2 separate regions of the Mus musculus genome follow, and region 1 is linked to region 2. Evidence: chromatin contacts called from public Hi-C data. All regions are on one chromosome and are shown on one strand. The core of a region is the stretch at or near the end of the contact, and the rest is flanking DNA. Distances in the headings are between cores, read along the strand shown. Region 1 holds the start of Bmp2 (bone morphogenetic protein 2). Region 2 has its middle 5.6 kb from the start of Gm14100.

Region 1 (6,370 bases), core at 1,238-3,737, 93 kb after region 2:
GTTGCCAAAGTATGACTCTTTAAGTACTTAATTTCATCCCAGGTCATGTCCACACACAAATGAGGATTTCCGATATCTCCTGAAAACCTGGCAAAAAACGGACTAGAATAGAATAGCAGCAGCCTCCTTTATGTAGAGTCCTAACCAGTAGACTGTGTTCTGATACATTGTGTCTGGACCTTCTTACAAAGATCAGACTTGTAATTCTCACCTTAGCTTGCCCCAGGACTGCCTGGCCACTGGAAACCCCTTACATATTTGTTAACAGAGACGCTAAATAGGATAAATTCAGAGCTACTCCAGAGCTACTCTCGCCTTCTGAACTGGCAGATACTGAGAAAAACTTTGTTAATGGTAAGATCGAGCAAGTCCGCAAGCACTGTACATTTTCAGAGAAGACAGATAGTACCCCCTCAAAGTATTAAGTAACCACACATTATTTGTTGTGGGTGGGAGGAGGCCACCAGCATAGAGTGTAAAAAGCAATAAGTCTCTGTATTTGTTTCTTCTCTACAATTTCAATTGCATGAAAAATGGACTGAACATGACCATCTACACTGTATTCCAAAGAACAGAGAATTCATTTAAACTGGATTCACTTCTAGGTCCCATGCGTTTACACTCATTTCCACCACAAGAGGGCAGCCATCTCTAAAAAAACAACAGTCGAGTGCTCTTCAGAGAAATTGGGCCAAACTTGAGGAAAGTTCCTGGGAAAGGCTTTTTAGCAGCACCTCTCTGGGCTACAAAAAAGAAGCCAGCAGGCACCACCAAGGTGGAGTAACTGTCCAGAGGCATCCATTTTACCTCAGAGACTTGATTACTAAGGATATCCTAAACGGCCAAACTCTCTCTTCTGGTGTTCCAGAGGCCCAAAGCTGCAAGGCATTGTTGATGTCATCACCAAAGGTTTCATTTTCATCTTTTCTTGGGGTTGGTCCAACAGCTGTCAGCTTTCTCTTCCTCATTAAAGGCAACTTTCTCATTTAAATCTCATATAGGTTCGGAGTTTCTTGCTTTGCTCCTTCCGCCTCCGCGATGACAGAAGCAATGGTTAACTTCTCAATTAAACTTGATAGGGAAGGAAATGGCTTCAGAGGCGATCAGCCCTTTTGACTTACACACTTACACGTCTGAGTGGAGTGTTTTATTGCCGCCTTGTTTGGTGTCTCATGATTCAGAGTGACAACTTCTGCAACACGTTTTAAAAAGGAATACAGTAGCTGATCGCAAATTGCTGGATCTATCCCTTCCTCTCCTTTAATTTCCCTTGTAGACAGCCTTCCTTCAAAAATACCTTATTTGACCTCTACAGCTCTAGAAACAGCCAGGGCCTAATTTCCCTCTGTGGGTTGCTAATCCGATTTAGGTGAACGAACCTAGAGTTATTTTAGCTCCCCGACTGAAAAGCTAGCACACGTGGGTAAAAAAATCATTAAAGCCCCTGCTTCTGGTCTTTCTCGGTCTTTGCTTTGCAAACTGGAAAGATCTGGTTCACAACGTAACGTTATTCACTCTGGTCTTCTACAGGAATGCTCAGCCCATAGTTTTGGGGGTCCTGTGGGTAGCCAGTGGTGGTACTATGAAGGCTCCTGAATGTAGGGAGAAATGGAAAGATTTCAAAAAAGAATCCTGGCTCAGCAGCTTTGGGGACATTTCCAGCTGAGGAAGAAAACTGGCTTGGCCACAGCCAGAGCCTTACTGCTGGAGACCCAGTGGAGAGAGAGGACCAGGCAGAAAATTCAAAGGTCTCAAACCGGAATTGTCTTGTTACCTGACTCTGGAGTAGGTGGGTGTGGAAGGGAAGATAAATATCACAAGTATCGAAGTGATCGCTTCTATAAAGAGAATTTCTATTAACTCTCATTGTCCCCTCACATGGACACACACACACACACACACACACACACACACACATCACTAGAAGGGATGTCCACTTTACAAGTGTGTATCTATGTTCAGAAACCTGTACCCGTATTTTTATAATTTACATAAATAAATACATATAAAATATATGCATCTTTTTATTAGATTCATTTATTTGAATATAAATGTATGAATATTTATAAAATGTAATAATGCACTCAGATGTGTATCGGCTATTTCTCGACATTTTCTTCTCACCATTCAAAACAGAAGCGTTTGCTCACATTTTTGCCAAAATGTCTAATAACTTGTAAGTTCTGTTCTTCTTTTTAATGTGCTCTTACCTAAAAACTTCAAACTCAAGTTGAATATTGGCCCAATGAGGGAACTCAGAGGCCAGTGGACTCTGGATTTGCCCTAGTCTCCCGCAGCTGTGGGCGCGGATCCAGGTCCCGGGGGTCGGCTTCACACTCATCCGGGACGCGACCCCTTAGCGGCCGCGCGCTCGCCCCGCCCCGCTCCACCGCGGCCGCCCCGTAGGGCGCGCCGTCCACACCCCTGCGCGCCGCTCCCGCCCGCCCGGGGATCCCCGGCGCGCTGCGCCTCCGAGGGGGAGGTGTTCGGCCACGGCCGGGAGGGAGCCGGCAGGCGGCGTCTCCTTTAAAAGCCGCGAGCGCCGCGCCACGGCGCCTCCGTCGTCGCCGCCGGAGTCCTCGCCCTGCCGCGCAGAGCCCTGCTCGCACTGCGCCCGCCGCCGCTGCGCTTCCCACAGCCCGCCCGGGATTGGCAGCCCCGGACGTAGCCTCCCCAGGCGACACCAGGCACCGGACGCCCTCCCGGCGAAAGACGCGAGGGTCACCCGCGGCTTCGAGGGACTGGCACGACACGGGTTGGAACTCCAGACTGTGCGCGCCTGGCGCTGTGGCCTCGGCTGTCCGGGAGAAGCTAGAGTCGCGGACCGACGCTAAGAACCGGGAGTCCGGAGCACAGTCTTACCCTCAATGCGGGGCCACTCTGACCCAGGAGTGAGCGCCCAAGGCGAGCGGGCGGAAGAGTGAGTGGACCCCAGGCTGCCACAAAAGACACTTGGCCCGAGGGCTCGGAGCGCGAGGTCACCCGGTTTGGCAACCCGAGACGCGCGGCTGGACTGTCTCGAGAATGAGCCCCAGGACGCCGGGGCGCCGCAGCCGTGCGGGCTCTGCTGGCGAGCGCTGATGGGGGTGCGCCAGAGTCAGGCTGAGGGATGCAGAGTGGCGGCCCGCCCGCCACCCAGATCTTCGCTGCGCCCTTGCCCGGACACGGCATCGCCCACGATGGCTGCCCCGAGCCATGGGTCGCGGCCCAGCTAACGCAGAACGTCCGTCCCTCGCCCGGCGAGTCCCGGAGCCAGCCCCGCGCCCCGCCAGCGCTGGTCCCTGAGGCCGACGACAGCAGCAGCCTTGCCTCAGCCTTCCCTTCCCGTCCCGGCCCCGCACTCCTCCCCCTGCTCGAGGCTGTGTGTCAGCACTTGGCTGGAGACTTCTTGAACTTGCCGGGAGAGTGACTTGGGCTCCCCACTTCGCGCCGGTGTCCTCGCCCGGCGGATCCAGTCTTGCCGCCTCCAGCCCGATCACCTCTCTTCCTCAGCCCGCTGGGCCCACCCCAAGACACAGTTCCCTACAGGGAGAACACCCGGAGAAGGAGGAGGAGGCGAAGAAAAGCAACAGAAGCCCAGTTGCTGCTCCAGGTCCCTCGGACAGAGCTTTTTCCATGTGGAGACTCTCTCAATGGACGTGCCCCCTAGTGCTTCTTAGACGGACTGCGGTCTCCTAAAGGTAGAGGACACGGGCCGGGGACCCGGGGTTGGCTGGCGGGTGACACCGCTTCCCGCCCAACGGCGCAGGGCGCCTGGGAGGACTGGTGGAGTGGAGTGGACGTAAACATACCCTCACCCGGTGCACGTGCAGCGGATCCCTAGAGGGGTTAGGCATTCCAAACCCCAGATCCCTCTGCCTTGCCCACTGGCCTGCGACCTTCCTCCAGCCGGTTCCTCCTCCCCAAGTTTTCGATACATTATAAGGGCTGTTTTGGGCTTTCAAAAAAAAAAATGCAGAAATCCATTTAAAGAGTATGGCCAGTAGATTTTACTAGTTCATTGCTGACCAGTAAGTACTCCAAGCCTTAGAGATCCTTGGCTATCCTTAAGAAGTAGGTCCCATTTAGGAAGATACTAAAAGTTGGGGTTCTCCATGTGTGTTTACTGACTATGCGAATGTGTCATAGCTTACACGTGCATTCATAAACACTATCTATTTAGTTAATTGCAGGAAGGTGCATGGATTTCTTGACTGCACAGGAGTCTGGGGAAGGGGGACAGGGTTGCCTGTGGGTCAACCTTAAATAGTTAGGGGCGTAGGCCACAACTTGCAAGTGGCGTCATTAGCAGTAATCTTGAGTTTAGCGCTTACTGAATCTACAAGTTTGATATGCTCAACTACCAGGAAATTGTATACAGCGCCTCTAAGGAAGTCACTTGTGCATTTGTGTCTGTTAATATGCACATGAGCGCTGCACTGTATAAGTTTGTCAGGGATGCAGTGTCCGACCAACCTATGGCTTCCCAGCTTCCTGACACCCGCATTCCCAGCTAGTGTCACAAGAAAAGGGTACAGACGGTCAATGCTCTTTTTAATTGGGAGTTAAGACCAAGCCCCAAGTAAGAAGTCCGGCTGGGACTTGGGGGTCCTCCATCCTCTTGATCATCCAGGCTGTAGCCCGCGAATATGACATGCCAGGAGGGCATCCTGGAGAAGGCCAGCGAGCTCTATGGGAGCCGAGGCCGCGGGGGCGGGCGGAGGACTGGGCGGGGAACGTGGGTGACTCACGTCGGCCCTGTCCGCAGGTCGACCATGGTGGCCGGGACCCGCTGTCTTCTAGTGTTGCTGCTTCCCCAGGTCCTCCTGGGCGGCGCGGCCGGCCTCATTCCAGAGCTGGGCCGCAAGAAGTTCGCCGCGGCATCCAGCCGACCCTTGTCCCGGCCTTCGGAAGACGTCCTCAGCGAATTTGAGTTGAGGCTGCTCAGCATGTTTGGCCTGAAGCAGAGACCCACCCCCAGCAAGGACGTCGTGGTGCCCCCCTATATGCTAGATCTGTACCGCAGGCACTCAGGCCAGCCAGGAGCGCCCGCCCCAGACCACCGGCTGGAGAGGGCAGCCAGCCGCGCCAACACCGTGCGCAGCTTCCATCACGAAGGTGAGCGGGCGGCGGGTGGCGGGGCGGGGACGGCGGGCGGGCGGAGACTAGGCGGGCAGCCCGGGCCTCCACTAGCACAGTAGAAGGCCTTTCGGCTTCTGTACGGTCCCCTCTGTGGCCCCAGCCAGGGATTCCCCGCTGGTGAGTCCTCACCCTTTCCTGGCAAGTAGCCAAAAGACAGGCTCCTCCCCCTAGAACTGGAGGGAAATCGAGTGATGGGGAAGAGGGTGAGAGACTGACTAGCCCCTAGTCAGCACAGCATGCGAGATTTCCACAGAAGGTAGAGAGTTGGAGCTCCTTAAATCTGCTTGGAAGCTCAGATCTGTGACTTGTGTTCACGCTGTAGTTTTAAGCTAGGCAGAGCCAAGGGCAGAATGTTCGGAGATAGTATTAGCAAATCAAATCCAGGGCCTCAAAGCATTCAAATTTACTGTTCATCTGGGCCTAGTTTGAAAGATTTCTGAATCCCTATCTAATCCCCGTGGGAGATCAATTCCACAATTCGTCATATTGTTTCCACAATGACCTTCGATTCTTTGCTTAAATCTTAAATCTCCAAGTGGAGACAGCGCAAGCCTTCAGATAAAAGCCTTTTCTCCCACTGCCTGCTACCTTCCTAGGCAAGGCAATGGGGTTTTTAAACAAATATATGAATATGATTTCCCAAGATAGAATAATGTTGTTTATTTCAGCTGAAATTTCCTGGATTAGAAAGGCTGTAGAGGCCTATTGAAGTCTCTTGCACCGATGTTCTGAAAGCAGTTAGTAAAAAATCATGACCTAGCTCAATTCTGTGTGTGCCACTTTCAATGTGCTTTTGACTTAATGTATTCTCCATAGAACATCAGTTCCTTCAAGTTCTAGAAGAATTCAGAGTTGTCTGTCAGTGAGCTGCAATTTATAGAACAGTGGGGAGCTGGGAGAGAATTTCCCTTTTTAAAGTTTTGCTTTGCCTTGCTGAGGGGATAAATTTTAAGTAGAAATCTAGGCTCTGAAATGATAGCCCAACCCCATCTCCAGTAAGGGATGACTGACTCAAACCTTGAGAAGTCTGGGTGATAATAGGAAAAAGTCCCACAAGCAGGTCACAGAGCGCGAGATGGATCTGTCTTGAGGCAGCCAATGGTTATGAAGGGCACTGGAAATCCATCTCTTTCAAACTGGTGTCTAGGGCTTTCTGGGAGCAAAGCTTAGACCACATTCTGCTCCTCAAGGTTTGCCTACTGAAAGCAGGGAGATTCTGGGGTGTTCACCCCCACCTTCCACCCCCAGG
Region 2 (5,766 bases), core at 3,060-5,559:
ATGTGTGTGTGTGTGTGTGTGTGTGTGTGTGTGTGTGTGTGTGTGTGTGTGTATTTGTGAATAAGAGTGAGGGCACATGCCATGGCTCATGTGTGAACATCAGAGAACAATCTAGGGTTCTTCACTCACCTTTGGCGTTGTTTAAAACAGTCTTTTATTGTCTGCTTTATATGCCAGGGTAGCTAGCTCATTCTCTGTCTCTACCTCCCATTTCCCCAGCTTGTGGAAGGAACATACTGCCATACCCAGCTTTACCTGAGGTCTGAGGAGTCAAACTCAGTCTTCATTTTATGGCCCGAACCATGTCTCTAGCTCTAGGCACTTCCTTCTTGAGAACACCATATAGTAGTATGAATTTTTAGAATTTCTTTGAATTAGATATTTGCAATTTTTTGCTTTTTTTTTTTGTCCAAGTTGAGAGGATTTAGCATCAGGGGAGGTACTGAGACTAGGTGCCACCATGTACCAGGAAATACAGAAAAGTGGACTTCCTCCTTCTTAGCTCTAAGTGGTATAGTATACGGCTAAAGAAACGACATACCTCTAAAAATACTTGCAAGAATGACAGAATATGGCCCCTCACTCCCTCTGTAGGGATGTACTATTCGAAACAGACCTCCACATTACGATTGATACCCATGAATTCGCAAATCATTCATGAAACTCCACTAAAGCCTCCATTTGCTTTTAAATGGCATGGAACTCCAGGCTCAGATTCATACATTGCTCAGCTCCCTCGCTCCTTCAGGAATCAAGTCTTACTAAATATGTTTGGGAACTGACATAGGATTCAAGTACAACTGAAAGGGTGAGGGTATGCACTTCGCATTAACATTGTTGATCGCCAGGCTCAATAGTAGCTACGATGACCTGGGGAAAATGTTCTGAAGGACTCTAACTTCTCTGTCTTCCTGGGTATGGAATGACAGGGCTAAGTACCTCCATATCTCTTCTGACTAATAACGGATCCCTTGTCCTACAGAGAACACTTCTCACTATGACAGTACCTTCAGCCTACTTCCTAGCTCATACAGTGCATCTTTGGTAAGTCTGTGCATTCCATTCATTATTCAAAGGTTATACCCGAGCCAGGATTTCTATAGCCTTCACCATGATCCTGTGTGTCAGGGTGAGGTGTGTTACAGACGTTCAAGGTTATTGTCCAAATGTTAATTGTGTAAGTGAGGTGCCAGGTCTGGCAGTTCGATCCCAGTTCCCTCTGCATTTGGCAGGTGTCCAGATAAGTATGTGAGCACAGCCTCTGTCTGAGCTCACCTTTACAGGTAATAAGACAGGCATGTGGCATTAAAGAGCAGGAAGGCCATCAAAGGTTGGTAATTGTTTAACTCTTCCAGCACACACCTCTGAGTACACGACCACACCCAGCAGCCTGGTAGGACGTGCTGTGCATGACTGGGTAGAGGCATTTGATACAATGAGACGAGGAAAGGGGTTACACAGAAGCTCAGGGCTAACACAGAAGCCAGTCCACAGCTTGCCTAATATCTTAAGACCCCAAAGTGCCTGTGATTCTGGGAGACTGCTTCTCACTAGCTAGAGAAAAGAACAATCATGGGACCGTCTGCTGCCTCAGTTTCCTCACTGCTGTATGGTGAGGGATAAAAGCTTGACACCCTTAAGACTCATCTCAGCTCTGACATCCCCTAGTGTGGTGGTTCTCAAACTAGAGGAACTAGCAGAACCATTGGCAAGCTTAACACAGAGCCAACTTTGTTCACAGGGATGCTGATCCCGAGGCAGAGGCAAAACTTTGTTTTCTTATATAGTTCCAGTGATGCTAAGCTGCTGATTTGGGGGCCACACTCTTTCAGCCACTGTTAGCCTCTTTGATGCCTGGCTATGCTCTGAGGATCTTTTGGGGCTCTCTCACATACCCTTAGTGTCACAGGAAGGGGGCTCCTTTGCATGAGATTTCATTTCTTGGAATTTTTTTGGTCCTTTGTTTTCTTCTACCATTATATCAGCCATTTGGAGAACACTGGAGTTTGGAAAGGAAAAAAATAAAATGACACATTGGACTTTGGATTAGGCTATATAGCATAGGGGTATATTCTATATTCTACCCAGTTTATTTATAGCTTTGTAGAAATGGAGATTGCATTGTGCTTTAGATTGCCACTGTCACCAGCAAGGCGACCCACATTCAAATCATTCATGGGACCAGGCCAACAATATCACATTGTGCACTGATTTTTATGTGAAGCAGCCTGTAGGTGAAGAAGAAAGAACATTCATGCATTAAGAATCTAAAATGTTTTCAGCATTTTATTAGCCAAATTGAAGCCTATCACTACCAGCTTGCAAATTCCACATGGTTCCTTCTCGATTCTGTACCTTAAGGATAAGAAAAGGAGAAGTTACAGAGCATTTTACTTTGTCTTAATTCCTGTTGCTTTTGCTTTAATTAGAAAAAAAAATGTGTTCATCATGAACAGCCTGGCATTACTTTGACGGTCCTTTCTGTGTATACAGGTATTTCTTGATTTCCATGTGGGGTTGGTTTCAGGACTTCCACAGGTACACACACCTTAAAATGCTCAAATCCCTTACACAAAGGGCATGGTATTTGCCAATGTCCTGTGCATATTTTCCCAAGTGCTTTAATCATGTCCAGGTTCCTAGCTGTATTTAAAAATATAAATACTGTGTAAGAAGTGGTTGTTGTACTGTGTTGATTAGCAGTTCATGGTAAGACAGTGATAGATAGAGATTTAGTACAGGCACAATTTTTTAAAAAGCCTTCCCCCCCCCACCCCCCGGAGTGTGTTGAAGCCATGGATGTGGAACGCATGGAAACAGGGAACTTGCTATGGTCTGGGAGCTCATGCCATGTTGCTTTGAAACTAGCTGGCAGGGATCGGGACCTCTTGGCATTCACTTTTTGCTTGAATGTGAAGTACTATAACTTGCTTCTTACAAAGATAACATGCAAGTGGTGAGGCTGTTCCACCTTCTGTTTTAACCCCCATTCCTTTCCTCAAGCAGCACAAAGCCACAAGGCAAGGGATTATAATGGCCTCCAGCTAACTTTCCATACAAACTGTGGCTCATGCCCTCCTGATTGACTTTGGAATCTTGTTCTTCCCCAGCCAGGTCTTTAAGGGAGACCACAGATGTGGCCAATCCCTGTCATTGTAACCTTCAGAGACAGGTCCTAGCTGTCGTGACAAGATTCCTTAAATGAATGTTGTTTTTAGATGTTAATTCCGGGGTCATGAAGCAATTGACTTGAATGAAATCTGTCAACAATGGGCATTTCATCAGAACTAGGTAGTGAGCATTTGGAGGATTCAAATCTTAACATTCATATTTAACTGTGATGTGGAGCCAATTTGAACCAGCTCAATGCTAGTTGCCCAAATCTTTCTAACTCTACATTCAAGAATGACTACACTCAAGAATGTTATCAGCATGAAATCTGTGTGGTAGAAATATTTACGTAACAAAAATAAAAATATAATTTTGAGATATGATTTACTAGGACACTGCTATGCTTCAAGCATAAGCCCTGCAGCTCATTTTATTCTTGACGAACATCAGAAATTTAGCAAACGACATCAGAAGCATTCTGGTGTCATGGTCACCAGTGGGGTAATCCATGGGGGATGTGACAGTGCCCAATTCTTCAGTGAACAGAGTGTTTGACTCCAAAGAGTCAGTAAACTTCTAAACAGATTTTCAGCCTATAGTTATGAAATGTTCCTATCTCTGGTTACTGATGGGAAGATTCTGCTACTTGCCCTGGGCTAAATTTTGCCCCTGGAATTGTTTTGCCATCAGTTTCAAGTGAAGCTTCTGGGTGGGACAAAAACTCAAGCCTGGGCAGAAAAAACGTCAAGCCAGGCAGCGTAGCATTTGGTACCTGCTTATGAATAAATGTTTGCAATTCTGGAAACTTTCTCTTGAAAATTGTTTTCATCTTCTCTGATGAGTAGGTCGGTGGGTGGATGCTTCACTAATCTCTCATTGTGAGAAGCTGCCAATTCCAAGGAGAGGAACGGGTAACTATGAATTACCAAGATCAGTTTGCGATGTGGATTATCAAAGCCCTAATTAGGATCAGTATAATAGGAATCTTCATTTGCAGCTGGAGAATTTGGAGTGTAGGTCTGAGGGTCACCTGAGTTTCTATGACTTATGAGACAATCCTAGTTGGTTTCAAACCAGCTGACTCTAATGCACGCTTGTTTCTTCCCTTTCTGTAGAAGTTCACCCCTCCCCTCCTTTAGTGTTGTACTTAAAATTTCTTAAAGGGAAACTCCAGGGGAAGAAACAGAGGCTGCATTGCCTCGTGGGCTCTGTGAGGAAATGCTCACTGACCTGAACTTCCCTGTTATCTGCTGTGGTTTGGGGCCATGTTTCCATTTCTGCTCACTTATGTCATAAACTAAAAAACATCTCAACTACCTGTTCTTGCTGCCCAAGCACCACTACTACCAGGTTCAATACAAATTACAAGTCTTTTATATTCTGATGACCTTGACTCTCCACCATCCCATCTCAGAGTCCGGAGAGCAGTGACTGCCTCTACTTCTGAGCTCTTGTTTGTACCCATGGATCATTTCTATAGAGTGCACCTTGGATGGGACAGAACATCTACCAATCTGCTGTCAAGACATTTCCTAGAAAGACATTGGGGTGAACAAAACTGTTGTTCTAATCATTTCTTTGTCTTTTGGAGCCTATATAATCTTAGGAGAGTTACTCAACTTCGTTATGATTGCATGTGCTTATCTGTGAAATGGAGTATTAATATGACCCACTTCATAAGTTATTCTATGGATTAAATGAATTAAGACACATGAAAGTTTTGAAGCAGAGCCAAGTATACAGAAATATGGAATTAATGTTACTCTGTGCAGTGTATTAGCCAGCTTTTAGTGCTTCTTCCTTGATATACCCATGTATGACTGAAAGGTTAGCCTTGTGCTGCACACCTCATAGTCAGCCTTGCTGTTTAATTTATTCAGCTTGTCGCCCACCCATCAAAATTGTTGTATTAGCTATCTTTTATTGTCTAACAAATTTTCCCAAACATAGCCCTTAAAGTGAGTGTGTATTGCCTCAGTTTTTAACATCTAGAAATTCAAGAATAGTTTAATAGTATGGTTCTGTCTTTGTCTCTCCTGAGATTGAAGTCACTTTGTTAGCTTTGGTGAGTCTCCCCTGAGCTCAAGTAGGAGATGATCAGCCTCCATGTTCACACACAAGGATGACAGCAAGCCTCAGCTCCTTACCATAGGGGCCCCTCTAAAGCCTGCTTAGATGACCTTGCAGCATGATAGCTGGTTGTTCCAGAGAGAGACAGACAGACAGACAGACAGACACAGAGACATAGACAGAGATAGACACAGACACCAAGACAGAGACAGTGACAGAGATGGGACAGAGAGAGGAGAACCAAAGATGATCTTTTTATAGCCTATCTCCAGATGTGATGTCTAATGGCTTCTGCCATACCCTATTCACTAGAATCACAACACAAATCCAATCCATTCTGAATAAGCAAAACATTAGGCTTCATCATAAATGGGAGCAATTATCATAGAAACTGTGACATCTTTTCAACCCGCACAAATATCTTTCACAGTCTAGAGAACATAGTACTTCAATTTCAAGTAGTTGCATTCTGTAGAACAATGAACACAGTTAGCAAATGACAAAGGAATGAATTGGATTCCCTGAGGTCACATCTTATCTCTAGCTGTCTCTTCTTCCCAAGTCCTCTTGATGGGGTTACTCCAT

Evidence for each region. A called contact is a pair of places that touch in the nucleus more often than the background predicts.
Region 1: a Hi-C map of bone marrow-derived macrophages shows a contact between it and region 2, with 43 read pairs. The contact joins the promoter of Bmp2 here to the enhancer-like site in region 2. A contact is called at or near these places in 2 of 39 promoter capture datasets (hematopoietic stem and progenitor cells and liver), 5 of 484 Hi-C or Micro-C datasets (bone marrow-derived macrophages, liver and nephron progenitors), 2 of 115 datasets of contacts at active chromatin or transcription factors (both in bone marrow-derived macrophages) and 2 of 9 other capture datasets (liver and pancreatic islet).

Annotation. Positions count from the first base shown.
Region 1 is chr2:133,549,672-133,556,041 of GRCm38.p6, forward strand. Bmp2 (bone morphogenetic protein 2) reads left to right here and starts at 2,488. Exons shown (of 3, transcript NM_007553.3): 1 at 2,488-3,680; 2 at 4,748-5,097. The coding sequence starts at 4,755. RefSeq lists promoters at 577-3,453, 2,450-2,648, 3,138-3,453 and a cis regulatory region at 1,466-1,476.
Region 2 is chr2:133,454,617-133,460,382 of GRCm38.p6, forward strand. No RefSeq gene overlaps it. Among named protein-coding and RNA genes, the nearest start is that of Gm14100, 5.6 kb to the right of the region's middle. Within about 2 kb of position 4,310, at least 27 of the 459 cell types and tissues checked have an H3K27ac peak or open chromatin away from gene starts, as enhancers often do. A contact at or near this core is called in bone marrow-derived macrophages, where this site is marked.